Linked DNA regions of Muntiacus reevesi: region 1 is linked to region 2. The links are chromatin contacts, called in public Hi-C maps. All regions are on one chromosome and are shown on one strand. Each heading gives the region's core, a stretch centred on a gene start, on an enhancer-like site or on the middle of the called end of the contact. The rest is flanking DNA. Distances are from core to core; before and after follow the strand shown.

The links. A called contact is a pair of places that touch in the nucleus more often than the background predicts.
Region 1: a Hi-C map of blood shows a contact between it and region 2, with 5 times the contacts expected there. The contact joins the promoter of CARHSP1 here to the promoter of ABAT in region 2. A contact is called at or near these places in 2 of 3 Hi-C or Micro-C datasets (blood and muscle).

What each region holds. Positions count from the first base shown.
Region 1 is chr2:186,846,299-186,850,372 of mMunRee1.1, reverse strand. CARHSP1 (calcium regulated heat stable protein 1) reads left to right here and starts at 2,079. Exons shown (of 4, transcript XM_065924310.1): 1 at 2,079-2,214.
Region 2 is chr2:186,711,606-186,716,245 of mMunRee1.1, reverse strand. It overlaps ABAT (4-aminobutyrate aminotransferase), which reads right to left and starts at 3,023. Exons shown (of 17, transcript XR_010661626.1): 1 at 2,890-3,023.

The DNA.
Region 1 (4,074 bases), core at 830-3,329, 140 kb before region 2:
GCTCACCAAAACATCCCGAAGATATAGTGACTCTTCAAAATGATGGAAGAATTAGAAGGAAACAGGAAATGCCCCAGAATATTTGTCTAACCTTATCAGCTGGGCAAAATCCCCAGAAGCAGCAAAAAAAAGTTTCACTGAATTGACCATGTGGAACTGGTGGGCCCTCCTGTTGCTGCAGGTGATAATGATACCTCAGTTGTCAGTAGTAACCAGTAAATGTTACTAGTGCGGATGTTGCTAGTGGGGGAGATGTGGCTGTGTAGGGGGAGGTGATTTCTGATCACCTTGACCTGCCTTCAGCAAGAATCCTAGCTAGCTAGTTTATCTAGAACCATCCTTGACCCGTGATGTTTTTTTCTCCCTAGTAATTTTCCATCCATCGTGCTTCCAACCCACTTTGGCTATAACTTTCCACTTTTCCCTGCTGCATTTGGAGTTGAGCCCAATCTGTGCCAAAACCATCCTCGCTTTTTGATGGTCCCTAACTTATCCTGATAGTCCTGAACAAAGTCTGCCTTACCGTTTTAACAAGTGTCATGAGTGATCTTTTCTTTAACAATGGTTGACTTTATAAATGCTTGAGAAAGCTCATTCTGCCTGCTGCAAAGAAAATTGGAGCGTGGGCATGGATGTTAGGGGGAAGGTAGAGCAATTGGGTGGAGGCTGCTGCTCCTGGTGAGATGGGAGAGGTTCAAGTCATGGGGGGAAGAAATAGGTACAAGTGGGCGGACATGAGACACACTTTGGAGGGAGGAGTCTCCACTCACACCTGCCTTAAGCTTTTTCCTGGCTGCCCTCAGTCCCTAATTGAGACCCTTGAATTTAGCGCATTCTGACCCCATGCTCCCTTTTCTCTCTCTCTTAGCCCCACCACACTCCTTCCCACCTCAGGGCCTTTGCACATGCTCTCATCACTCTCAGGAATGTCCTTCTGTCTGTTTAATTCCTGACCTTCCGGAAGATCAGAGTTATAATCACTGGACAATCTGGGAAGTCCTGGGGAAGTTTTAAGCTAAGTGTACATGCCTATTCATGAAGGGGCTTGAGCAGAGGACAGTACTGCATCAAATTCGGGCAAAGGTCAACAGAGGCCAAGTTTTAGCTGATAGATACCAGGAAGGTCAACATCTTCATCATACCTTTGAGGAGGTGTCTGTTTTATGGCTGAATTGTTTCTTGACTGTTTTTCCCCTTGCTCCTGCATTCCTTCACTTCCCTTAAAATCATTAATACCAAGCCCGGTTAAAGAACAAACACTGTGGCTAGGCTTCAGATCACAAAACAGTTTAGGCCAAAACTAGCTTCTCTTATGTCAAGGAAGCATGCTTGTGTTCTTCTCCAGGGAACCCCTAACCTGACTATACAAGAGAGGCAGGGAGAGTTGGTGGGTTCCAGGAAGGACCCCTGTGCCACCCCAGTCCCTAGACCCTGTTGTCCCAGACATTTAAGAGCATCCCTCCCCGCATGCCGCCCCTCAACTACCAGCCGGAGCCTCCATCCAGGGTTGAGCTTCGTTTCAGGGACTGCTCTGACTTGCTGGGTGTGAGGAGGTGGGTCACCTGTCTTGCCTCGGTTTTCCCTCCTGTAAGATGGGAGTAAGTTCATTTACCTGCAGACGCGGAGGACTCAAGGAGCAGAGACTGAAAACAAAACAAAAGGAACGAAATCAGTTCTCCCAGTTTCGCTGTTGTTCTTTCTTTCTTTGCATTTTTTTGGTTTGCTTTTTCTCCCTTCGGCCACTCTCTTCATCCCTTCTCGTCATTCTTGTATCTTTTTCTTTCTGCTAAAACGGAGGAGGTGCCCGGGGTCCATCCGGATTCTGGAGCGAAGGTCGAGTCGGGGACCAAATCCGACGCCGTCGGCGTGGGGAGGGACTCGCTCGGGCGCGACGACCAGATGCTCTCCTTTTTTCACGGGAGACTTCCGGCCGGGGGTGTGCAGCACAGACGAGGGCCCGGGCCACCCCCACCCACCCACCCCAGGCCATGCGCCCCGCGCTCCCGCCAGTCCCGCGCGCGGACACAAAGGTCCCGTAGGGACTGGTCCCGCCCGCCCCGCCCCTCCTCGAGGCCGCGGCCCCATTGGCCGAGAGCTCCAGGGGGCGGGGCCAGGGGCGGGCGCGGCAAGCCCGCCCTGCCAACCACGCCCCCTCCCCAGCTCGGTTCCCCGCAGTTGGAGCTGAGCGCCTGGTGGAGCGAAGCGGATAGTCAGGTAGGCAGCTTCTCCGGAGACCCCAGAAAGGGCGTGGTGGGGGTGCCCTCGCCCCGAGGGAGGCCCAAGAACCTCCGGCATGGGACCTCGGCCTCTTCTGCCCCCGCTGCCCCCCATTCATCCCCACTCTGGAGGGTCTTCCAGCTCCCCGGCTGGGTTTCTGGGCCCCTCGGAAATGGCCGGGCGGCAGTGGCCTGTTTGGGCAGCGCGGGTTACTCATCCCCGCCTGGAGGATGGTGGGTGTGGCAACAGCCCGAGGGATTTGGCGCGGATGTCTGGTTGCATGTCCCGCCTGGCCACCTGTTTTCTTGGTGCAGGAAAAAAACCCTCTTCTCCTCCTCCCGGGCCCCCACCCCCACCCCTCCCCTTGCTTTCGCTGGATGGAGCTGGATGGGGTGACTCGCGAGGCGCTGGGGCGAGGCGCGCGGGGCGGGGGCGCCGCTCGGGGAGGTGGAGCCAGCCCCCAGCCAGGCCTGGCCGCGCCAGCTGCGGGCTCGGCGGTGGGACCGCTGCCAGGCCTGGCGAGGAGGTTGGGGAGGGAGCGGGGACATCCTGGCGCCGTGCGATTGGCCGCCTCTAGGGAGGAGGAGCTGCCGGGCGCTCACCCGGGGTGTTTGCGTCTGGATGGGGGGGCCCCCGGAGGCCTTGCAGAGAAACTTCACCCGCGCCCACGGGCTCCCTCCCTGCCGGCCTCATTGGCAGCCCAAGTTTTCAGGCCGGAAATGCAACGGTTTTTTGTTTTGATTTCTAAAAAGGAAGCCCCCAACAGCTTATCTGGGGTTGGAGTGGATGTATGTATTGGGAGTGGTGTGGGGGGCCGGATTTCAGCCCCCTCCAGGCACGATCTCCTTTCCCACAGGCGGGAGGGTCTCACTGCAACATAGAAGACTTCTCTGAGCCTCCGTTTCCTCATCCGTAGACTGGGGATGTAAGTTTCCCTACCATAACGGGGTGTGTGAGAATAAAAGGAGATAGCTGACCCAGGACTGGGGTGCGGGAGCTTTAGCTACTGTTACATTTTTTACTTACTTTTTTAAAATATATATGTATTTCTTGGTCTCTTCATTCCCAGTCTTGCCCCTCCAATATTCTTCTCTACCCTGAACGCAGGGGGAACTTGTAAAAACAGATTCAAATCAACCCCGGGCTTAAAATCGCCTGTTGATGTCCTCGATGTCGTTTCAGTCCTAAACTCTTCACCAGAGTTTTCTGTTATCTCCCTCCCCCAGACAGACCGTCCCAGCCCCTTTCTGGCACCCGCCCTCCCTCCCTGTCCCTGCAGACCCCTCTGCCAGGAATGACTTCCTCACGGCCCCTGTAGGGCTTGAAGCAGGCGCCCCTTCCTCGGGGCCAGGGTCCTTCTCCAAATCCCCTCTATGTTTGCCTCTCCCGGGCGGCCTTGATGGCCGCGGGTTCTCAATACTGCGGTCTTTATCACCCTCCCCGGAGCCCCAACAGAGCAGAAACAGGGCCTGTAGCATCGCGAAGCCCGGCCCCGAGTAGATGCTCGGGAAGAGCTGAGCCAGGCCCATCGCCGGGCTCTGAGGCCTGGGCGGGAAAGAGGGAGGCCCCCTCGGGAGAGGAACGGTCTTTGTCTCACCGAGTGGCAAAGTCAGGGCATTCAGGGCATTCGGTTTGTGTCCCATCAGCAGAGACGGACGTGGGAGGGATTATTCTAGACGGCCGGAGCCTGGCAGTGCTACCATTAGCGGCTCGACTATTGTTGCCTGAAGCCGTTGTATCTGGCACCCTCCTGTACAACACCCTCCGTCCGCCGGGCTGGGAGGCTACACCAGGACCGTCCCCTTTGACAGATGGAGAGACTGAGGCAGGGAACGGGGAGGTCGCTTGTCGGGGAGG
Region 2 (4,640 bases), core at 1,774-4,273:
GGGTAAGGATGCCTCTCCACACCCTACCATGCACTGACAGCCCCCCTCCCCACCCCTTGCAACACAGAATGATCAGGCCCCAAATGGCAACATGGTTGATTAAAAAAAAGAAAACCCTGCTCTAGACCTATCTCTTATCTAATGCCTAGCCCCTCCCCCCACCAACAAGCCCATTTCAAAGATGAGGAAACTGAGGCTCAGAGAGGCGGATGACCTGCCCAAGGTTGCCCAGCCAGCGGTAACGGAAGTAGATCCCCGGCTCCATCTGACTTTAGGGTCTGGGGTGCATTCCACATCCTGTACCATCTCTCTGGGAAGACACCATCCTAGTCTCCAAGCAAGAGCAGACTGTTCGCTGCTTGACAGATGATCTACATTGTGAGCCATAAGTCTTACCTAAAAGCATAAGCTCCCTACCCAGGTTTAGAGGTTTTATGACTTGTCATAATCACTGCTTCCCCTCACTTGCCATATGCTATGTACTTTACCAAGACGAACTCATTTTACCCTAATAAGGGTGCTAAGGGAATTAGTTGCAGAAAGGTTAATAATTTCACCAACACACAAACGAAGTAGCAAATCTGGGCTCTGACCCTGAATAGAGGGGGCAGAGATGGATCCCTCAACCCCCATTGCACTATGCTTCTCCTTCATACTGTGAACTTTCTCCTTGGCACCTTGAACTTGGATCCCTGCTCCAACTTGGAGCACTGCCAAGCCCTCAGCTGGAGGCAGGGGGGAGTCCCCACCTCAAGACCCTCCCATCTGTAGGGACTGGGTTGCTGCTGCTCCGTGGGGGTTTAATGCCTCAGGAAAAGAAGTAGGCTCTGAGCTAGGATGGGAGATGACAGCAGAGAACTTGGGGCACAGGGAAAAGGCAGGGATGGAGAGGGAGGGGCCCCTGGGGGGAGGGGCTGTGACTTCCTTTGCGGGGGTGGGGGGTGCTGTCCAAAGAGCCTGGAGCAAGCCTCGCCTGCAACAGATACTCCGGCAGCAGCATCGGCTCCAGACTAATACACCTGATCTCACTTGCCATCCTGAGTCCATCTGGATTCTGGCAAGCCTAGATGTGGCAGCTGGCTCAATAAAACGATGCCATGGGCTGAGTGGGGAAGTGCAGGGGCCTGGGGATAGATTCTGTGCAGCGGCCTGCTGGGGGAGAGCACCGAGTTTCAGCTGTGTCCCCTCCTAGCGGAGTGACATTGGCAGAGCCTCTGCACCACCTCTGACGAGTTGGGGAGCCTGGTGCCCAACTACCTTGGTTCTAAATGTGAGGACGGGAGGTAGTATTCCGGACCCTGCCGGCCCACAAGTCCCAGAGAGGCTGTGACCAGCTTCACCACCCACTGGCTAGGTGACCTTGAGCAAGTCTCTTCCCGTCTTGGTGCCCCTGCTTGCTCAACTGTCAAATGAAGGAGCAAGATCTTTGGTCTCGAGTCCCTGGGAGGTCTAAGGTCTCCAGATTGCACCATTTCTCTCTTTTCGGGGCTGACCTCTTTGGGCGTCTGGGACACACACTTCTCCTTTCTCCACCTCTCAGCTGCAGCTCCAAAGCAAAGCTCCTTGCTTTTCCTCCTCTGCCGCCACCCCCTACTCTGACCGGCCGGATCAAAGCAGCTCCCTGCCCCTGTCAGGTCACCACCAACCTGTCCCTTAGTCCAGCTTCATCAAAGCCAGTCCGATGGATGGTTCCTGCAGCATCTCTCTTGGCTAAAGGCCTAGGGAATTCCAGCGGGCAATGCCCACAGGAGCTAGGAAGGGGGAGCCCCAAGAGGCAAGTGGGGGCCCTTCTCTCTGCATGGACACCCTCTTCTCCAGGAGAGGGGTTGGCTGTCTCAGGGGAGGATATTTGGAACACAGTCCTTTGTGTATGTGTGTGTGTGTGTGTTGGGGGGGGGGGTCCTCACTGGTCCTGCTGCCTCAGAGGCCATCTCTGGTGACAGTTTGGAGGCTCCGGGAACCATCTCTAGCTGAGGAGCCCAGCTCTAAGGGTTTCAGTCTGCTCTTGTCTCTGGCCACGGTGGGAGAGGAAAGGAGAGATGGGATTAGGTGGAGTAGAGAGGTGGGAGAGATAGGACAGGGTAGGGGGTAGTTAATGGGATGGGATTGTGTGAAAGGTTACAGAGGGGCGGGGTGAGCTGTGTGGCTTGGTCCAGACGGGGACCGAAACCCTTGCCCTGTTTCTGAATGTGAAAACCCCTCCTCTTACATCTTGAGAAAGAGGAGTAATCTTCCAAATGCCTTAAGTGTGAAGGTGTTCGAGGCAATCAACCTTCTCTCTCTGATGGATGAAGAGGGGTTGGGGTGGGGGGAGATAGGGAATTGAGTCTAGCTTCTGAGTTGGGGCGTGTGTGCACAGGGAGGTCTGTACTGGACTTGAGGGTTACATGCAGCGTCTCTGGCCAGCGATATCCCTCTCTTAGGGAGGGGCTTATTTTCCCTCCTGGAGGAAGCACCCCTTTATCTCCGAGCTGAGAAGGGAGGGTGGGGAGAAGAATCCAAACTTAGTTTTTTAGGGACGGGGGAGAGGCATGCGTCTCCAAAGAAATGATGGGCCCTAGAAACCCGGGGAGGCTGGAACCCACTTTGGGGGCGGAGGGAAGCACGTTCCATTCCAAGGGGGAATGTGGGGAAAGCAATCTTATTTTTAGAGCCGGGGGGCCAGGAAGGAAGGGCCCATTTCCGAAGGGAAAAGGAAACTATTTTGTTCTCTGGACGGTGGACAGCTCTCTCTTTTCGGGGGAGAGGGGCCCGCGTCTCAGAAAGATGAGGGCTCGGTCTCTTAAGAGAAGATGCCCCGTTTTTGCTCCCTGGGGGGCAGGGCCGAAGGATTCCATCTCAGCTCGCGCGCAAGGGCTCGCCTCACGCGACCCGGCGCCTGGTCCTTACCTCCAGGCCTCTGCTCCAACGTGCGGACTCCGATCCGCTCCGACTTGAGCGATCCGCGCCCTGCGCTCAGGCGGCGCCCGGTCTCTGCCCCGCTTCCCCCAGCGACTCGCCGGGCTCCTGGGCTCCGCCGAGCCGCGCTGGCCAATCAGCGCTGCGGGTCCCGGCCCTCGCGCGCGCCGCCGCCAATGAGCGCGCCCGCCACGGGCCACCGCCCCCGGGAGGGCGGGGGAAGGCGGGCCGGGGGCAGAGTCCGGCCTCCCGGGGGCGGAGGAACCGGGGGCCCGGAGGAGGGACCGCGAAGGCCAGGATGGAGGAGCCGGGTTGTGACCGCGGCGGCGAGAAGCCTCAGCCGAGCTGGGGTGTGGGGAGTCCGTCTCTGAAATGGGGGGTAGGAGGGGAGGCTCTATAGGCTGGTTTAACCTAGACCTTAATTGCCTCCTGCCCCTTTTCTGGATACTGGGGTCTGCGGATGTGTGTAGCTGCTCCCTCTGCACCATGCGCCTTGGATCTCGGGCTCCGGAAACCTAGATTCAGAGTTAGACAAGGTTCCGTAAGAAAGGGAGGGAGAAAGAGCATAGGGTCCCCCTCCGACTCCCCCGCCCCCCACGCACACCCTCCCTCCGTGCAAGTGCTCGGGGCCTTCTCGCTCTCAGCTCCCAGCTAGTGCATCCTTGGGGCAGTGCAAAGATCACTGGATTAGGAGTCCATGCTTCCTGCTGCACGTTCTCGGGCAGGTCACTCTGCCTCTCTGATCCTCAATAGTGGAGACAGCAGTGATAACACCCCCTTCATGAGCACAAGTGAGAGGGTAGATGTGATGAAACTGCCTTCACAAAAATTAAAGTGCTATATGAAAACTAAATAATACTAAAGTGTGAATGACTCCTAACCCAGTAGCTTTCTAAAGGTATTTGGAAAGAGGATGCAGTCGTTCAATGGTAAAATCAAAGACACAGGAAACTACCCATCAGAACAAGAGCTCACCAGTGCTCATGATGAATAGCTGTTCCTGAATTCAAAATGCCAGGAAAGAATACAGCTTGGGTTTCCCCACTCAGCCTGATCAGGTAACTATTTCCTTTGTCTGTTTGCATCTTGCAAAACCCTGAGGTCCTGCCTTCCATGAATCCAGGCGGCCTGGTCTCTGATTAGGTGAGCAGGACTATAGTGCTGGGAATTAAGATAAATATAAAGCAAAAAAAAAAAAAGGGGGGGGTCTTCCTAGGTGACTCAGTGGGTAAAGAATTCACCTGCAATGTAGGAGACTCAGGTTCGATCCTTGGGTTGGGAAGATCCTCTGGAGGAGGAAATGGCAACCCATTCCAGTATTCTTGCCTGAAGAATCCCATGGACAAAACAGCCTGGTGGGCTACAGTCCATGGGGTGACAGAGTTGGACACGACTAAAGCAACTGAGCACCCCAAAGCAAACAAATACGTTTAAAAACTGCTGAACAAACCACCTGCCCTCTAGTGTGGTCTGTGACTACAGGGACCAAAAGAAACAATAAGTAAGAATAGGAGGGCTTACTGGTGGTCCAGTGGCTAAGAATCTGCCTGCCAGTGCAGGGGACATGGGTTTAATCCCTGCTCTGGGAAAATCCCACATGCAGAGAGGCAACTAACACCGTGGACAACAACTACTGAAGCCTGCGAGCTCTGGGGCCTGGGCTCCAGAATGAGAGAAGCCACGGCAGTGAGAGGCCGGTGCACCACTGCTAGACAGTAGCCCCAGCTCACTGCAGCTAGAGA